Regions from separate parts of the Anas platyrhynchos genome. Here region 1 is linked to region 2. Evidence: chromatin contacts called from public Hi-C data. All regions are on one chromosome and are shown on one strand. Each heading gives the region's core, a stretch centred on a gene start, on an enhancer-like site or on the middle of the called end of the contact. The rest is flanking DNA. Distances are from core to core; before and after follow the strand shown.

Region 1 (3,458 bases), core at 223-2,722, 140 kb after region 2:
GACCCTGCCCTGAAGGTGCAGAGGATGCTGATGGCAGCAGGATCCTGCCTGGGCTCCCGGGACGTGGTGGCATTTACTAGCAAGGGTCTTGGGGGAGCAGGTAATTTTCTCCAGGAGCCATTCCCCAGAACCATGTGAATTTACCAATCTCAGCTTTCATTTGAAAGCGCTTATTGGAAATGTTAGGGAAATACGAGTGAAAGGAGTGGCAGGACTTCAAAGGTGAAAAGCCAAGTGAAGGATGCGCTAGATACTGAATTTTAGAGATGAGCTGTAAAAAGACAGCTTTACTTAATGAAAAATTTCACAATATCAAGGGTCAATGTGGCCTGTTTCATACTAAAAGCAAAATTGTTAAAAGTCACAAGATTTGCCCAGAAAATCATCCCTGCCCAGGATGTGCATCTCTGAGACTGGGGCGTCTCCAGGCTGGTTTTGTAAAACTGCGCTTCGAGCACTGAAGTGGCACCAAAAGCCTGCTCTGCTCTCACACTTTTGGAGGGAAGTTGATTTTATTTTAAAGTCACAGCTTTCAAGATAAACCTCATGGTTTCTGGTACCAGACTGGGATCAGAAATGATGCACTTTGCTAACAAATCTCTTATCCTGGCAGCCACTGGGCTCCTAACACCTCATATTCATCATATTCCAGTGTTTTGCCCAATTGCAACTGAATTCCCAAGCACCCTGTCCCCGAAAGAGCTGGTACCTAAAACACAACTAGGAGCAGCCAGGCAATTTGACAATTTTGGCAAAAGCATGGATAAATGCAGTTATTATAATAGCAGCGAGCATTAGGGAAAGGATTTCCAGCCTCACTCTTTAGGGTTTAGGTTGATCTGTCGTTATTGAAGACCAGGACGAGACTTAATATCAGCAGGCACATGGCTCTGCCTGCTCCCAGAGCAGTGCATTTGACTGCTGTAAGAGCTGCAGGTGGGTTTCAAGACCCATTTAACCTGGGATTTCCCATGTCCTCCCCGAACAAGGTCTGACCATATCACCCACAGAGCATCACCTTGCTTTAGCCTGCACCCGACGCTGTCTGCACCTCCCCTGTGCCGATGCCTCTGTGAGAGGTGAGCATTTTGTCCCTCTGAGCAGGAAGGCAGCTGCCCAGCCCACAAATTCCCACTCCCCATCAGTTTGGGACCCGCAGCAGTGCTGTGCTTGGCTTTGCTCTGCTCACAGCCCAGCCCATGAAGGGGACAGCCCGAGCACAGGGCTGCTGCCCACGCCTCCAAAACTGAGCCCAAGCTCTTGCTGCCAGCTCCATGCTGTCTCTCCCTTTGGAAAGGAATCCACGGCGTGTCCCTCGGCTGACAAGCAGTCCCCCCCGTGTCCAGGGGCCCACTGGCCCTTTCCTAGGTGAGCTAAGCGAGCACAAACGTCCTGCCTAAACAGCACCGGAGAGGAGGCAGCTGGAGCCGAACGCGCGGTTCTTGTGCAGGCTCCCTTTCCAGTGAGTCATAAAAGTTCCTTGGCAGCTGCCTCTGTGTATCTAATTGGGATCAGGTTAGGGGCAATGTGGATAGCTGAGGATGGAAAATATGTGTCGGATTTACTCCTCTGTCCCACCACTGATCTGAGGGCTTGGGAACTCTGCTGCTGGAGCCCTGTGCTACTCACCAGCTCCTTTCTCTCCGTGCAGAGCCGTGCAGGGTCCAGGGGCTTGTTCTGCTCCTCATTCCCTGCCAGAGGCTGTCCTTCGCCCTTCTCCACGTGCCCCTCCACATCCCCCTTTTAACCCAAGGCAGAAGCATTGCCTTGCCACGTTGGCTGGGCAAAGAGGCGGCCACAGAGCTGGGGGAGCTGGGCACAGCAGGAAGCAGCCTCGGGTGCCGCAGGCACTCGGCATGACTCACATTACCCAGGCCACAAAAGAGGCGTGAGGACTGAGCCTTTTCCATCTCCTTTTTGTCTGGGAGCAGCGGCACTGGCAGTCCCTGCCCCTCTCAGCAGGCAGATGGGGAGCAGCAGCATCCTCCTGCCCCTCTCGCAGAGTTTTGCTGGCTAGCAGAGACACGGCAGAGCTCTTGTTCACAAAAAACATAGTAATTCCCCCCAAAACATCCCTCTGGACCCACAGCGAAGGGAAGAAGGACCAGCACAAAGCTCTTGGAAAGAGATTCCCAGGAAATGGAGACACCAAATAGCCCCTGAAATCCCGACAGAGATGGAGCTCTTGGCAAAGTGCAGAGCCATGCTTTATAATAGATCTATATTTGGTTGAGAGAAAGAAAAGCCCCTCTAAGGAGCCTCTGCTTTCAAGGCAGAAACGAACACCCTGCTTTGAACAGAGCCTGAACAGAAAAAAAAAAAAAAAGAAAAAAAAAGAAAAAAAAAAAAAGAAAAAAAAAGGGGAGGGGGGGGGGAGAACTCTACAGAAAACTCCTAAGAGGCTGCAAACTTCTGCCCTTCTCCTGTGTACAAAAGAAATCCACCGGGCTCTGCCCATCAGCTCACCATCACCACCCAGGACACAGATCCTCACCAGGCCTGTGGGCAAAGGACAGAGCCGATTGCTCTTTTCACAGCAATTTCTCTGCCTGAAGTGGACACTTTGAGAGAAAAAAAGGGAAGTGAGCAGAGCCCATACAGTCTCACGGGGCCAGATGTGGGACATCTCCCTGCCAAGCTCCCGGCTTGCATCTTCCCCCCGTGTCCCCTTCTTGGCAGACACCTCCAGGGGCTCCTCGAGGTGGAGCACATCTCACTTTCTCCTTTTTCCCTACAAGGGTGTTGAAGACCCTAGGAAAAGCATGGATTTGGCTTTAGTGCTCCCACACTGACAATCCTGAGCTGTCAACACAGCATCTTAAAAGATCTTCTCACCCGGCTTAGCCAAGGAGGATCGGTGCTGGGGCTGCTCCGTGCCAGACGGGGCTCACTTGGTGATTTCCCTGCTGCTCAATGGGGCAGTTCCCCACGGGGCTGGGAACTGGGAGCAACAGCACCATCCCAATCCAACCTCATCACAGCCACTGGAGTCCATATGGGACTAGTTCCCACACCAGCCTCCAAATGCCTAGGGCTGCAGAGGGATGGCCAGGAGGGAAGGGTTATTTTGGGCAGAGGGGAAGGTGCAAGCAAGGCTCATCCCAGCAGGGAGGATGCTCTGGGGGCTGTTTTTAGAGCTCATTGCTGGATGTTCCTGGCTGCCAGCCCGGCAGCGAGCCCCTGCCCGCGGTGAGGACGAGCCCGTGGAGCATCTGCCCTTTGGTTGGGATGTGCTCGCTCCTCTGCTGTTGTTTTTGTAAGCTTCTTCCCGATGGCTCGTGGCGTGATCGCCAAAGGAACTTTGCCCTCTCTCAGCTCACACTTTTGGTAAGAGAATCAGCTTGGGTTTTTGCCAAAAAGCAAAACGTGAAAAATAAAATAAAATAAAATAAAAATATCCTGTGTTTTAAATTTAAAATCTACACTATCGGGGTGTTTGTAAAGGACAATCCCAATTT
Region 2 (3,573 bases), core at 1,022-3,521:
CCAGCACCATGCACCCTCCACTGAGGTGTAAATAAAGTGCCACTTACTGCCGGGCCTTCGGGACCTGGGGGGCCCTCCACAAGCATTCCCTAAAGAAGAAGGGGGAAAAAAAAAAACAGTGATTAGCAGAGCACATCCTCCAAGTCACCTCAACATCAGGGCTGGAAACCCAGTGCTTTGTCTGGCCTTAAGTATTTCACGTCTTGCTGCTGGGTCTGGGCATCCTAGAAGCTGAGCAGTTCCCATTCTCCCCCAATGACACCACCTGCCCACTGAAAAGCCAAATGCCATTTATCTGGACCACACAGGGCATGGCAGAACAGCCCTTTCCCCCAGCACCAAGCCTCCCCATAGCACAGGGGCATCTTCCATAAAAAAAACCCTTTTCCCTTAGCTCAAGGACAAGCAAACCCAGGGCGCACACAAACCTCGGCTGTGCTGCAGGGGGAGAAGGGCTCGTTGTCAGGAAGAAGCTGTCTCTAAGCCCAAGCAGCTTTAAAAAAAAGTTAATAATCAAACTGCAAGGTGCTTTTTTCTTTTTTTTTTTTGAAATTACTTTTCTAGCAGGCTGCACACCGTGATTTACTCTGTGTACCTAGGAAATCACTGTGTGGGCAAAATGGTAGAATAATGTTATTTCATTCCTTTTAATCTAAATATTTTGTCATAACTTTAAATCAGATCTATCATGCACTCAGTAGAATTGAGAGGTGTTTTTTGGTTTTTTTTTTTTCATTTTCCCCTCATTGGTATGTAAGAGGCAGGGAAAAAAACCTCCCAATAAGCCAGGCAAACGTTTTCCAGCAGGCATCAGGATGCTGTGCTGGGCAGAGTCCCACAGCCAGCGCTGCCTTTATCTCAGGACCAGTGACCACGCACCCAGTGGGCACCTCACTCGAGCCAAAGCGCTTTCAGCCCTTGCCAGCTCCTCTGTGGAACTGGGGAAATCGCTCCCAGGGGATGCAAGCAGCCTAGGAAAGCCTGCAGATCCCCACGGGCTTGCCTGGGAGAAGCCTGGGGGAAGCAAGCGCTTGGTCTTGGGCCACCCTTGGCTGGGCTCTGGTGCTAAAAGCATTGACTGAGCCCACGGCAGCCACGGGAGCAAACAGGGCTGAGCTGAACGGGTCTGAAATGGGGAGAAGAAAACCCAGGCCTGCCCCCAAAGCCACAGTGCCTAACCCCAGAGGAGCAAAAACTAGACCAAACATGCTGGCAGGAGCCAGCCTTGCTTCCATTGCTGTTTCAGCACCATTAATGCAGGGCCAGCGTTATTTGCTGTCCCTCCCCACTCCCATACTCTCCATTACCATGTCGTTTAAATCCGCTTTCCGCAGATTTAGGTGCATTTGGGAGATGTTCTACTAGCACCTGTGTTGTTCTTTGTGGGTAAAGAGAACAGCCCACGGCCTTTGCTCCATCCCCGTTCTGAGAGCAGTGTCACTGACCGCCACGGAGCCACAGCCCTCTTTTGGGTGTAAATTAGGGGGAAACCTTACACAGCACTGCCCCAACCCTCACTAAGTGAGCTATTTGCTGCTGTGGGCTAGCAAGATGTGGCAAGCTAAGCCGACAAAGAAGGCTCCCCGCAGGAATGACATCTGCTAAGCACCAGCTCCTTTTCAGTCCCCAACGAGGACGTTGCTCAGAAAACCCCAGAGCTCCCAGCAAGCCCACAGGGGCACCCTCAGTCCCATCCCTGGTGACACCGAGACCAACGATGGCACATTTTGGTGTGGCAGGCTCTGAAACACAAACCGATGCCAACCCTTCCCTTCACCAGGCTAGTAAATGTCTCCAGCCTGGTGCTGAGAGCCACAACCCACCTCTGTCCCCCCCCAGGGCTTTTTTTTGGGGCTGCTGGATGCCAGCATCACCACGGCCTGAGCATACACAGCACCAGGGCTTTCCATGGCTGGCTGCAGGATGCTCCCCGGCACGGTGGGGTCTGGGCTAAGGAGCCAATTCACAACGCAAACATCCTCGGCATCTCCCCGTATTTATCTGTCGGTTTACGTTGAGCCCTAGCTTTAGGGACATCTGGAGAGCCTCCTCGGCAAGGGATCTCAGCTGTTTACACAACGGGCTCAGCAACACGAGGGGCAGAAACACGAGGAGGCTCTGGGAGCAGCCAGGCAGGGCAGGACACCCCATAGATGGGACACGAGGGGGGTCCCAACATCCCCGTGCCCCCAAGCAGGACCATCCTCACCCCACTCCTGTGCTGCCCTGCTGCCTCCAGCGAGCGTCAGCACCGAGCAAGGATTGAGGGCCGGGCGGCGTGAATGAAAAGCTGAGAAAATTCGGCAGAACCCGCCTTCCCTGCTTGGTTTTTATTTCCCCTGTTCTGCTGCAGCCCCGATCAAAACGGAGATAAGGAGCACGGCGAATGTGAATTTCTCTCTCCGCCGCGGAGGAACCGAGCGGAGAGGAGCGAGGCAGCATTTGGTCTTGTTTACTTTCTGGCAAAAAGCTATACGTGGCTCCAGTGTTTTGAAATAGCAAAGGCAGCCAAATTCTTTCTGGATGATTAAACTTAACTATTTTGTTCGCTCTGTAACGTTTCGGATTGGTTCTGGCCGAGGGCAGGCTGCTGGGGCTGCCTTTCCCCGCGTCTTTCTGCTCGCCCCCCACCCTCCCCGCGCCGCGGTTCAGCGCATCGCTCGCTCCCTGCCCTTTGTTTGCAGCCCGAGAGCGGGACCCAGAAGGGAAAGGGAGGAAGGAAGGCTCGGAGATGCTTTTATCAAGCATACGGGGAGGCTTGCAGAGCCCTGCTGCTGCCCCCTCAGCTCCTCCATGGCCCCACCGGCACCAGCAAAGTCTCCTTGAGAGGGAAAGGGAGGAAAAATGCAAAGGAAAATGAGGGGCTGGGGGCGATGGGAAGTGCTGCTGCCACGCTGGGCACTGCACGGGCCCTCTGCCAAGGGAAATTAGGTTAATTGAGCTGCTGGTGTGCAGCGAGCCTGTGCTTGGCCCTTCAGGGACGCTGCTGACGGGGTGACCGCAGGGATGCAAAGCCCCCGGTTCCTGTCCAGGGGCACCGTGGTGCCCAGCGAGGGGCAGACACACATTAACTGCCCAAACTGAGCCAAAAGTGGCTGTCCCAGCACGAGCAGGGCTGGGGACTGCAGAGCCTCCAACCCTGTGCACACCTACAGAGGGATGCTCGCTTGGAAACCCACATTTTCTGCAGACTGCAAAGGGCACGGGCAGTTTTTACTGTTCTTCAGAAAGGAAAAAAAAACAGCTCGGGAGTGGGCCAGGGCAGAATCGTAACGAAGGAAAGTGTTGAGTTTCCCTCCTGGGACAGCACAGGGCTCCTCTGGAAGTGCAAGGCTGGGAGGAGCCAGGAGCAGGAGGAAGAGCAAGTCTCTCCACTCAGCTCCCACCCCATGTGCAGTGGGAACCCTTTTATTTCCACAGAGCCGACCCCATTAGCTGCACCATTAAAGGCGGCCCCGAGCTGTAGGTTCAGGTCAGGATGGGACCTGGCCACCAGCTGCGGAGGTCCTCAAAATCCCACAGAGCTGGGGACGGCCTCTGCCAGGCACTTCCATTTTACACGGCCTGGGTTGT

Evidence for each region. A called contact is a pair of places that touch in the nucleus more often than the background predicts.
Region 1: a contact with region 2 is called in a Hi-C map of subcutaneous adipose tissue, with 2.7 times the contacts expected there. The contact joins two enhancer-like sites. A contact is called at or near these places in 2 of 8 Hi-C or Micro-C datasets (liver and subcutaneous adipose tissue).

The regions. Positions count from the first base shown.
Region 1 is chr18:8,625,414-8,628,871 of IASCAAS_PekinDuck_T2T, forward strand. LOC119713097 (a long non-coding RNA gene) reads right to left here. Exons shown (of 4, transcript XR_011804001.1): 1 at 1,630-3,458. Among named protein-coding and RNA genes, the nearest start is that of COL5A1, 48 kb to the left of the region's middle. Within about 2 kb of position 1,473, at least 2 of the 8 cell types and tissues checked have an H3K27ac peak or open chromatin away from gene starts, as enhancers often do. A contact at or near this core is called in subcutaneous adipose tissue, where this site is marked.
Region 2 is chr18:8,483,325-8,486,897 of IASCAAS_PekinDuck_T2T, forward strand. It overlaps COL5A1 (collagen type V alpha 1 chain), which reads right to left. Exons shown (of 66, transcript XM_038165150.2): 10 at 48-89. Among named protein-coding and RNA genes, the nearest start is that of COL5A1, 94 kb to the right of the region's middle. Within about 2 kb of position 2,272, at least 1 of the 8 cell types and tissues checked has an H3K27ac peak or open chromatin away from gene starts, as enhancers often do. A contact at or near this core is called in subcutaneous adipose tissue, where this site is marked.